Regions from separate parts of the Pan troglodytes genome. Here region 2 is linked to region 1. The links are chromatin contacts, called in public capture Hi-C maps. All regions are on one chromosome and are shown on one strand. The core of a region is the stretch at or near the end of the contact, and the rest is flanking DNA. Distances in the headings are between cores, read along the strand shown.

What was found. Capture Hi-C pulls out chosen DNA fragments and counts their contacts.
Region 2: a capture Hi-C map of stem cell-derived neural stem cells shows a contact between it and region 1, with 8 times the contacts expected there. The contact joins two enhancer-like sites. A contact is called at or near these places in 2 of 7 Hi-C or Micro-C datasets (induced pluripotent stem cells and stem cell-derived neural progenitor cells), 1 of 1 datasets of contacts at active chromatin or transcription factors (stem cell-derived excitatory neurons) and 1 of 1 other capture datasets (stem cell-derived neural stem cells).

What each region holds. Positions count from the first base shown.
Region 1 is chr14:112,162,925-112,168,635 of NHGRI_mPanTro3-v2.0_pri, forward strand. ARGLU1 (arginine and glutamate rich 1) reads right to left here. Exons shown (of 4, transcript XR_010150559.1): 2 at 1-1,101. Among named protein-coding and RNA genes, the nearest start is that of ARGLU1, 6.5 kb to the right of the region's middle. Within about 2 kb of position 3,352, at least 5 of the 24 cell types and tissues checked have an H3K27ac peak or open chromatin away from gene starts, as enhancers often do. A contact at or near this core is called in stem cell-derived neural progenitor cells and stem cell-derived neural stem cells, where this site is marked.
Region 2 is chr14:112,519,822-112,525,532 of NHGRI_mPanTro3-v2.0_pri, forward strand. No RefSeq gene overlaps it. Among named protein-coding and RNA genes, the nearest start is that of ARGLU1, 350 kb to the left of the region's middle. Within about 2 kb of position 2,375, at least 14 of the 24 cell types and tissues checked have an H3K27ac peak or open chromatin away from gene starts, as enhancers often do. A contact at or near this core is called in stem cell-derived neural progenitor cells and stem cell-derived neural stem cells, where this site is marked.

The DNA of each region.
Region 1 (5,711 bases), core at 2,102-4,601:
GTAATTTGCCTTGAGTGTTTCAGTGACTTTCACCAAGTTTTTGGATCCTGGAGTAATCAGTGCAAATAAGCCATAAAGCTTCAGTAGCAAATTACTGTCTCACAGAAAGACATTTTCAACTTCTGCTCCAGCTGCTGATAAAACAAATCATGTGTTTAGCTTGACTCCAGACAAGGACAACCTGTTCCTTCATAACTCTCTAGAGAAAAAAAGGAGTTGTTAGTAGATACTAAAAAAAGTGGATGAATAATCTGGATATTTTTCCTAAAAAGATTCCTTGAAACACATTAGGAAAATGGAGGGCCTTATGATCAGAATGCTAGAATTAGTCCATTGTGCTGAAGCAGGGTTTAGGGGAGGGAGTGAGGGATAAAAGAAGGAAAAAAAGAAGAGTGAGAAAACCTATTTATCAAAGCAGGTGCTATCACTCAATGTTAGGCCCTGCTCTTTTTAATCTGACTGAAGGCAAAAGCCTCTCACAGTCTAGGTAACAGAGTGACAGAATAGAAGAATATACAACCACAGGTGGATTTTTAACCTTTTCCCTTTACCACTCCCTGTCTCCCCACCGTCCTCCCAAAAAAGAATGTAAGTCCTGCAGCCATGGCAAAAGTTTCAAACACTTCTCAAATAGCCAGTTCCATTAAATCAAAAAGTATCCTTGAATATGTTTTATAAAAGCTTCCAACTTTTAAGTTATCAGTCAGCACTTCTGAATAGGCTAAAAAATTAACTTTCGCAGCAATGTTAAGTTTAGACGAGAAAGGAATTAGATAGTCTGTATTCCATCTCTTTCTGAACTGAGCAGGAGGCAGAACCCAACACTGAAAGTTTTGCCATGGACTGTCTCTACTTTCCAAACGACCGAGCGTTACCTCTCTAGCTTTTTGTGCTGCAAGCTCAGCTTGTCTCTGTCGCTCGAGTTCTTCGAGCAACTGCTTTTCCATGATGCGTTTGGCTTCCTCCACCCTTCGGAGAACTTCTCGTTCAATTTCATCCTTCCTTTTCTCCAGTTCTTCCTCCACCCTTTTTGCCACCAATTCTTCTACTCTTCGTGCTGTTTCTTCCTCGATGAGTTTTTCTTCTATTTCTTGCTGTCGACTAGCAAACAAAGTGCAAAAAACGAGTTAGGTATTTATTTTTAAAACTATAAATTTAAACAAAACTAGTTTTAAGTCTATCAAGCCATTGAGCCTGATATTATTCAGTGATTTTTTCAGAATTCATTTCCATGTCACATTTAAGGAAATGACAGAAATTCAAATGAATATAAAATCTTTTTTTCCTTTATCATATTCTAAATACAGGAGAACAGGTATATACAAAGAGCCTAATTCATTAGTTCTAATTTAGGAACAATAAATCCGGACAGAAAATCTATTCTGTTATCGACTTTATAATCAGAGGACAAGTTGTTAAAACATATGGATTTGCTCATTTGCCAATCCCTTCGTCTGGGGCTGAGCTACAGAGAAGGAGAAATTATGTAGCAGGCAACTCAGATTGGCTGAATTCATTTCCCGCTAAGCAAAGAGAGAATAAATATAGATTGAAGAGATTCAGACTGCTGGACTAATAGTGCGTAGTTTTTACTGAAAATATGACCAACTTAAGTTTTGAACTGAAGTTCTTTAGCTTTATAGTTCCTTACTATGTCTTTTCTTCCTTTTGTTAATTTTCAATTAAAAGCTCCTCTAGAAATGAGAAAGTGGGTAAAAATATATTTTTATTACCAGAAAAAGTTCAATAAAGCATGATACTACAGTTTTAATTACTCCAATCCCATTTTGATATTATATACCAATTTACTCAAAATAAAATTCTGTGCTGAAATTACTGACATTCATCAAGGCACCACTGGAAATCCTGCACATTTCATACCAATGATATTCAGTGACAGCCACCAGTCATATGTGTCTGGTCCAAACTGAAATTTAGTATGAAGAAAAAGAATATAAATGATCTCCTATTTTTATTTGATTGCGTGTTAAAAATGATATTTTGGATAAAAATATACAACAAAATTAATTTCATCCATTTCTTAAAGTTACTAAAAAAAATTTTACATTGCATATATTGTTCATACTATTTCTAGTTAATAGCACTCTGAGACAATAATTTGTGCTGAATGAATACATTCTGAGGCTCTTGCAGTAAATCTCAATCCTAAGAGGACGATTCATGTTCCAACTTTCTCACAACTCTCAAAATTAAATAAAACCTGCAACCTTTATCTTTTGATGACTCATTTGACATACATATATATGAGAATCATTCAATTTATCGTTTAAGTAAAGACTTTATAGTTTCTAAGTGACCTTTAAATACCCCAATCCACTTCAACTCAACTCTATTCTTCGGGATGATTCAATTCTCACCCAGGGGCTCTCATTTTCAACTCCTGTTACTTATTCAGTGATAACACACTAACACCAATGTGTCTTAACCTGATTCATTTCAGTTTCTACATTTATCCTCTACATTCTTCTGTCAAGGAGACAGTAGGTACTAGAGAAAGAATATTTTCCTTTAAGGGCCTAGATGTTTGCCCAACACTCATTCTCAGGACTTTGTTGTTTGAAGTCTTTATCTACAGCAGCTCAGTGAGAGAGCAGGTATCTTCCCCAATACTAAAAAAAAATCAATCACTGGGAGCATATAAAAGGAAACCAGACAGCAACTTCAATAGAAATTAAATCACATTTCCATATAAAATGTTGTTTCTCTACTTCACCCAAAAGGAAAGAAAACTAATCAATGAAACAAGGCTGACAACTGTTGAATCTGGATAATGAGTACCCAAGAATAATAATAATAATCTGCCTTTATGTATATGTAAATTTCTCATAATAAAGTGTACACACATACACACACACTTTTGCTAGTTGGTTCTTCTGAAATTAGTAAATGTAGAGAAGCCTAAGAAGAAACTTAATATTTAAAATTTCAAAACCAGTACAATGTGACTTTTAATTAACAATACTAAGTGGATCATAGTACCGACTATTAAAAAAAAAAGGATAATGTAACACAGTTCCAATTAAAATTCCACACAAAGTAGAAAGAAGGCCCTAGGAGTAAAAAGTTGCCATCTTAAGAATTTGGTGAAGGCAGAAGAGACCTGATACACACTCAAGGTTATTTTTGGCAGTCAAGCCATCCCTCAGCAAAAGCGCAGTGGCTAACAGAGCCTCATTTCCATAGCTTTGGTCAGTAAGGAGAAAATGAGCCAAATAAATTTACTTACAGCAAATGCCAAATCAGAATGTCAGTTCCCTGCTTCTATTTCCACTGATGACATCAAACCAGAGGGCCCATGTAACAGGCAGTACAGGCAGGCCGTGGGCTGCTCCGCTGCTAAGGAGTCAATTCTAACTACAGCTCGGCGACTTTATAGCCCAAAGGGAGGGCAAGTGGAAAGTCCCACGCTCAACTGAAACACTGGAGAATGAGAAATGACCTAGTGCAGTTTCTCACAAAGCTGCTTATCTCCTTTTGTTCCTGGAGGAACTGCAAGGCATCCCAATATGAAAATGAAGCTTTGCAACAGGCAGGGTTCAGGGTACCACAGCAAAACTGTTTGCCTGCAAGTGTTAGCAAGAATATAATTTCTGCTGTTTTTCTTGGTAAAATTAAAAATGCTACTTCAGTAATCAGAAAAAAACTTTAAATCAAATTTTAGAAACAATGCTGAAGGAAAGCTCAATTTTATCCCCTCGCCATACACTGAATTCAGCAAACCAATGAGCACATATACAACTGAATTAAGCATGAGTTCATCTTTACTGATGGCAAATTTATCATCATAATCAATGATAAAACCACTATTATGCCTACTCCCATAAGAGGCACTGAACTTTCTTGAGTGGGTCAGTGTCTTGCAAAATAGGTATCATCTAACAGCCTATTCACTCCTCAAAACCCTTGCCATAGCAGTTCTCACCCTCATGATGTTCTTTTCTCTAATGTTTTCCTCATGCTCCTCTGCTGAATATCCATTCCCCTGCCAATAATATGTTATACTGACGAAAGCATTAAATCAAGATCTTCAAGGTTTTCAATGGAAATGGTATAATACTAGGTCCTATTTTCTCTGTGCTCTCAGGTATTTTAAAAACACTAGTCAGGCTGGGCACGGTGGCTCACGCCTGTAATCCCAGCACTTTGGGAGGCCCAGGCAGGTGGATCATGAGGTCAGGAGATCGAGACCATCCTGGCTAACACGGTGAAACCCCAACTCTACTAAAAATAAAAATAAATAAATAAATAAAAAATAAAAATTAGCTGGGTGTGGTGGCGGGCGCCTGCAGTCCCAGCTACTCGGGAGGCTGAGGCAGGAGAATGAGCTGAGATTGCGCCACTGCACCACTGCACTCCAGCCTGGGCGACAGAGCAACACCCTGTCTCAAAAAAAAAAAAAAAAAAAAAAAAAAAACCACTAGTCACACTGAACTTTAAAATGCTAACTATTAAAAACAAAACAGTAAGGCTACAGCACTTCGGCACTGTTACAGAGTAACTGGCACCATTATTTTAAAACATCTTTAAAATGGGGGAACTCAATCCTAGGGGTTTACTTCTAGGAATCGCTTAATAATTATTAGCAAACAGCATTTACTTATTACTTAATAGGTAACATATAATATTGTGCCAAAAGCTTTATATACCATGTCATCATTTAAATCTCATAATTATTCCTATGCAGTGGGTATGTATCCCATTTTTACTGAGGAAACTAAGAACAAGGAGCTGAAGTTTCTAGACTCGAGCACACTGGATGTTGCTGAGCTGTTTCTCTGAACCTAAGTAGATGCCAAAGCTAACGATCTCAAGCAAGCACTATACTACCACCCTACACCGGTTTCTGCAGGACAAATAAGCAAGGCAAAGACAAGCACACAGATTTAACGACCAAAAAAAGGAAGAAAAAAGTACAGGCCAGGCACGGTGGCTCACATTTGTAATCCCAGCACTTTGGGAGGCTGAGGTAGAAGGATTACTTGAGGCCAGGAGTTCAAGATCAGCCTGGGAAACATAGTGACTCTGTCTCTACAAAAATAATAAATAAATAAATGAATACATATTCTTAACATCAGCTAGGTCTTATGCCTTAATGTTCTGTCAGAGCCTTAACCTCCAAAAATATGCGGTTCCATATAATCAATTTTCTCCTAAAAGCTCTTCTTTGCTCTCACAATGAACTGCCCAAATATTCTAAGAATCACTTATATAGATCCCAGTTCAGTGTAGATACTCTAATTTAGAAGGCTCTTAATCCGTCATCCAGTTGAACACGGAGGATATTCGAACCTAGATATCACAGGCTAGAGTAAGTTACTATGCCATTAACATTTTCCTGATTTGCTGCAAGTTATTTTCAGTTGTCTATTTTTTCAACAGTTAATACAACATGCATGCAGCATCTCAAAAGAGCATTTAAGAAAATGGTGCTACTGGTGTGGGGGAGGGGTGAGAAGAACCACACTGAATGGCTGGGACGCAAGGATGAGAGGAAGATCTTTTGAACTGAATTTTGAACCATGTGAATTGCCTATTCAAAATTGAGGGCAAAAGTCTTTAAAAATGTAAAGGCCTACCTTTTCAGCATTAAGATTACAACCATAAGATCACTTCTGAAATTCATCAGGCTCGGTCTGGCTCCATGTAAGTTAGTTACATTAAATAACATTACTTATTGAGAACTATTACAT
Region 2 (5,711 bases), core at 1,125-3,624, 360 kb after region 1:
GGTAAGTGAGAGCTTGAGGCCAGGTTAAAACAAATAGAGCCCCTAAGGAAATGTTTCTCAAAATACGGGTTGAGGAATACTTGTTCAAGTACTTGGGCTATTTTGTAAAACGCAGCTTTCTGGGCTCTAGAAATGTAAATATTTAAGACGAGGGCTCAGAAATGTCCATTTTTAAACAATTTCCCCAAGTAATTCTCCTACAGGTAAAAGTTTTGAGAATTGCTGAAAACAAAAATCGAGGCTGTCTCATTGGGCACTGCTGGGGCCAGGCTACACCCAGTAGGTCGGGCTCAGGTTCCAGTGCTGTTGGAAACACAGGTCCTGAGCGATGAGACCAGGATGGTGGGACATCTGCCACGCTGTGACACGCAAAATAACAGAAAGAGCCCCCCTGCGCTGTTTAGCCTAGAGAATTTTCAAGAAGACATGAGCGCTTTCTTCAAAATACAATTGTGGAAGAATGTTTGAATTTTTTTTTTTTCATTGTGTCCCCAGAAGTTAGAATTAAAACCGATGAAAACAAATTATGAACAAAGTTGGGTTTAATATAACCCGTATCCTACCTAAAAATAGAATGAACCTCCTTCGGAGATGGTGACTTCTCTATCAATGGGGGGTGTTTCAGAAATGAAGGGGGAAGTCTTGCCGGATATTCTGCTGCTATGAATCTCTGGGAGGCTGGCTTCAGGTCAATTTTGTGCACCAGTACCAGACACTTCCTAAGGCCTTTGCCCATAAAAATCTCCGTTTCAATACTGAGAACCAGCATGTTTTCAGAGATCAATGAAAATAATTTCAGTGTTGAAATTTTTAAAAACTCAAATGAAATAACCAGGCCTCTGGATTTTGACTGGCATAGAAAATGCTGAGAGTGACCTGATGGTTTTCAGAATCACGTTGGATACAGTTGAGAAGGAACTTAAGCTCCTCATTTTGAAGATGAAGACAGGAAATGCATTGTCAACAGATGATTCCCCCCCCGCCCCACCCCGCCCCAAAAAAAGGCAGGGTTGTTCTTGGAGCAAACTGTGGAATCTCCTTTTCCAGACGAAATCTTTCTGCAATGGCTGAGTCAAGTTCAGCGGAATGGGAGGAGAGTGGGCCGTGGGGAAACGTGTTACTTGTGTGTTACTCTTAGCAATCGTATGATCCTTATTTAACTTAAAAAAAAATCTTTCCTTTAAAATTACACATGCATAACCCGAATAGCAGTTCCATCACTTCTTTTCAAAATGTGCATTCTGAATTTAATTCTTTTCTAATTTGAAATATTTGAAAGTGCCGACTCTAGTTCGTCTTTCAGTACAAACCAACATGCCATGCAGCAAACTCACATTCCTTATTGAAAGGGAAAAGCGCTGTGTTTTTTGAGAGGGAAGGGAAACACTTTTAAGTGAAGCACTTACAGTTCATGTCGTTTTCAGTGGGAGATGAAGCTGCTGAGAAATTCAATGTTTGTTCGTTTGTTTTTTCCACAATACAATGAATTTTAAAAAGTGAGCCCACTCATGCCTCAAATTACCCAATTCTGACCCAAGCGAAGGTGCCCCTGGAGTTCTGGAAAACGCAGGAGGCCTCCGCGGGCTGGGTGCGCCCCGAGCACTGCCATCCCTTTTCTTGTAATTACTTAATAGCCTGTGCCTTTGTCTTTTGCTTTGTTTTCTTAAGGAAATGTTAAAAAACAAACAAACAAAAAAACCAGTGTACAATAAGAAATGAGACTTGAATGCGAGCGGGCGGGAGGCAGCGCTGAAAGAGGCGGCCGTGGATGCCACGGCGCTAGGTTCAAGTCCCGGTCCAGGGCGTTTGAGGGGACCGGGAGACAGTGGCCGCAGCGGCCACGGGGGCCCCGCAGACCTGGCCCAGGGTGCGGAAGGAGTCGCCTGAGCCGCTGTTTTAATTCCAGTGAATTCACTGAAAGACGAGAGGGCCCCAGGGACTCCCTGGGAACGCTTGGATTGCGGGAGCGGGCGGGGGGGGGGGCGGTCAGGGCTTTCCTACCTCCCCGTTTCCCATCCCTCAGAATGTTCTAGAAATCTCAGCACACAGGAAGCTGCAGTGGCCGAGGCCCGTAGAAAGAAGCGGGCGAAGGGCGGAGGAGGACGCGCGGGGCCGGTGCCGGGGACGCGGGGCAGGTTCGTGGCGCAGCCCGGGGAGACCTTGGGCGAGGCCTCCAGGCGGGGACGGGAAAGGGAACGGGGACAGGGCGCAGGGCAGAGGGCCGGGACGGGAACAGGGACGGAAACGGGGACAGGGCGGAGGGCAGAGCGCAGGGGCGCAGAGAAGGGGACGAAGACGGGGCCGGAGGCGCCTGAGGGGGGCTCCGTGCGGGAATCGGCGGCGCCACCCAGCCCCGCACATTGCCGAGAGAGGCCCGCGTGCTTCTGAGAGCGCCGCCCCTGACGTTTCTGCTGCGCGCTGGGACCGAACCTACAGGAAGCAAAACCCTAGAGGAAGAAGTCGGCGGCTTTTTGGCTCGGAGACAAAATGGAGCCCCGCGGATGCAGCCTGGGCTCCCTCAGGCGCATCCCCAGAAGCTGCGGGTGTCCCCGGAGGACTTGAAGTCCTCCCGTGCGTCTCGATGTCACCAGTTTTTGTTTCTTTGGTGAGGAATCGGTTCACGGTGAAACTTCATTCCTCAGCCGGTGGGGAGCCGAGGCTGGGCCGGGCGGCGAGGGTTGCGCTGGGACGCACTGCCCCCTACTGGCCGCTGCGCCGCGTTCCCAGCTGCTCGAGCGGCTGGTTCAGTGAACTCGGATTAATTTAAATACAGCCGTAGATTTGGCTTTTTTCCCTCCCGGGCGAATCTTAATTAAAAAAAAAAAAAAAAAACTAGGGAGAGTACCAAACTTAAAATAATAAACAGACTGAAGGATATTATTTCTTAACCTTTATACAGCCTCCTAAAAGAGTGAAAATTTTATTGTGAGTAAAATCAGAGTTTGGCTCTCTGGTATCCCTTCTGCTTTAATGTGCCTTGCCTTGAGACTATTCTTATGAGACTAGAAATTCTTTGGTTAATGCATATTTATTAAAGACTAAATCATACTACTTTCCAAAATATTAGGCTCTATCAGCAATCCTTGATATGCAAAGAAACCATCTTAGTCCACCTCGAAGAGCAAAACAAATAATGCAGTGAAATATCTTTAAAGTTCAAACAAAATGTTACCAGACATACTTGAGTTATAGCGTCCAAATTACTAGGTTACATAAATTGCTCACAAGCAACCATCACCTGATCATTTTATGCTTTCTAATAACTTAAATGTCCCTAAATTGTAGAGTAGATTAATGCGTAATCGTCAAAAGGAACTGTGCTCATGTGAAAGTCACTTGCAAAGCCTGGATTGGAATTAATTGTCTCAAAATCCTTAGCCTACTGCTTCAACTACAGAACAATGCTCTGCCTTTATTAGTAAGTAGGAGAAAGAAGTTGTTGTGTCAAACACTTTATTGCAAATCCGAGGTTCAGCAGTGAATTCTAATTAATTTTATTATTGAAATACCCCAAACTTTAAAACATTTTTTCAAAGGGTGGCAACTGTGGCATGGAAATGGATGGATCATTGTTTATTGAAGGGATGTCTCTGTTAGAGTTAGTTGTGTTTTGCTGCGTATAATTATTTTGGGGTTTGGAGGGACTGAGGTGGCTTTTCCTCGGGTTCTTCAAATTAAATAGCTGGGTTGCACACATCTTCGTTGGGTTCTGGTTGAGTAAACTTCAGTGTAGTGGGGTGTCACATCACTTCCTGGATGAACAGTTGGTTGCCGAGAGCAGGTTTATTTAAAGCCAGAAACTCGTTTAAATAAGTCTTTGGTCACGCTGTTGAGGGGGCTGTTAATGCAGTGTGAGCAGCGACCATCCATGCATGGGGAAGTTGATAAAAGAATCTCTGGTTTTCTGACGATGTAGGTCTTAGTGGAGCCTTTTTGGTAAATCTAAGACTTTATGTTCATTTTATTATACACAGTCTTAATTTGAGTCTGAAAAGGGGAGCTCCAGGGCAGACATAAAATTAACTTCTCTTTCAGCGTCCTAACCTTTGGGTTTTAATTTATTCACTTGTCAATCTTATGAATGCCTCATGAACCCCAGCTATTGATTTCCGTGGCCAATGCTATTTTTCCTGTTTATTATAATATATTGTCCCATTGTTGCCGGCCGTTTGCGCTCAGTTAGATTTCCCACACAGCGGACAGGAAACCGTTCCATGGCATCAGACTTCCTTAGATTGATTTTCACAGAGGCAGGGAGGGACCTGCCCACTTCTGGGCCCTTTGTGCTGAGACTACACAGGGGCCCCAGCAACCCGCCTGTGTGGACGCTTCCTTCCAGGCCCCCAGTGCAGACAGCAGTCTCCCCAGGCCCTCCCACTGCAGGCCCACGCAGCCCCTGGGAAAAGCTCCCCTTATCAGCGCTGAATGTTATGTCATTTCTTTTTACTCACGATGTTTATTGTCTTTAGAGCCTGCTCTGTGGGAATGTTCTTTTCAAGGGCGACAATGGGGAACCGGGGAACAACACTGGTGAAATCACACAGCCCTGGAGCGCCAGGCCTTCCAGTTGCTTCGTAATTAGAAAACAAAACACTCAGCTACAATACAAATGATGTTTTTACACTCCCTGGCTACTGAATTATTTATTAATAAAAAGCTTTATCACCACTGCGTTACCTAACACCCTAAAAGTAGGTTACAAGAAAAACTGAGAACCCATTCGGGATGAACCGGAAGAATGAAAGGGCTCTTTCTAAAAAGTAGTTCATGTTTATGTTACTATTTTGAGTTGTGCTGAACACCCGTAAGCTTTTTGGCAAACGTCAGCATGTGCCCCAGTGAGCTGGGATTTAAGAGACACCTGTCCTACCTATAGCCAACACTCAGTTTGAAATAATTTAAACTCAACAAACTGACTGAGACAGCACATGTGGGTGTTTTATATTTGTAAAAAGTAGGCCGCTACAATTATTGATTTGTTTAGATATGTACCATCAGACTCAAAATTATTTTTTTCTTATTGTAAATTTGTCTTCCTAGGACTAGTTTATTGCAAAATATAATACAAAATGTACTGGATAACATTATTAAAAATGAGGCACCATCCTTTGAAAATGATTATTAATTTACACTCTGAAATCATGTTCCCCCAAGGAGCTCATTATCAATTAGAAAAGCTCCTGCAGTAAGTAGTTGACAGATGAAGCCAGTTCCACAACCACAGCTACAACCCCACGGAGGAATCTATATGTAAAAGACGCTTTAGATTTTTTGGCGGGGGGGTTGTTCATTTTCTTTTCTTTTTTTTTTTTTTTTTTTATTTTCCGGAAGATTTCAGAGGTCATACAGAGAATGATGTAAATTTTACGGAGACTTTATCCAGGGATGTCAAAACAGAGGAATCTACAGAGAAGAAACTCAATTTCTACTGCAGAGCTGTACATGTCAGTATGAATCATTTCCACCTGTGGAAATCGATGACCAATTTATAGATCTGAGTGAATGAATGATTTGGATCAATGAAAAACCCAATCTTGTTCATTTGCATCTGCAGTGGGCAGTCCTTTTAGAGTTTGAGCTTCATTAAATCATTTCCATAGTTTAGAATTAATTGAATCAATTAATTAATTAAATCACAACAAGGCTCTCAGATAGAGGAAGTTACAGACATATGCATTTCTATTTTACTAATTTGGAAACAGAAGGCCGCA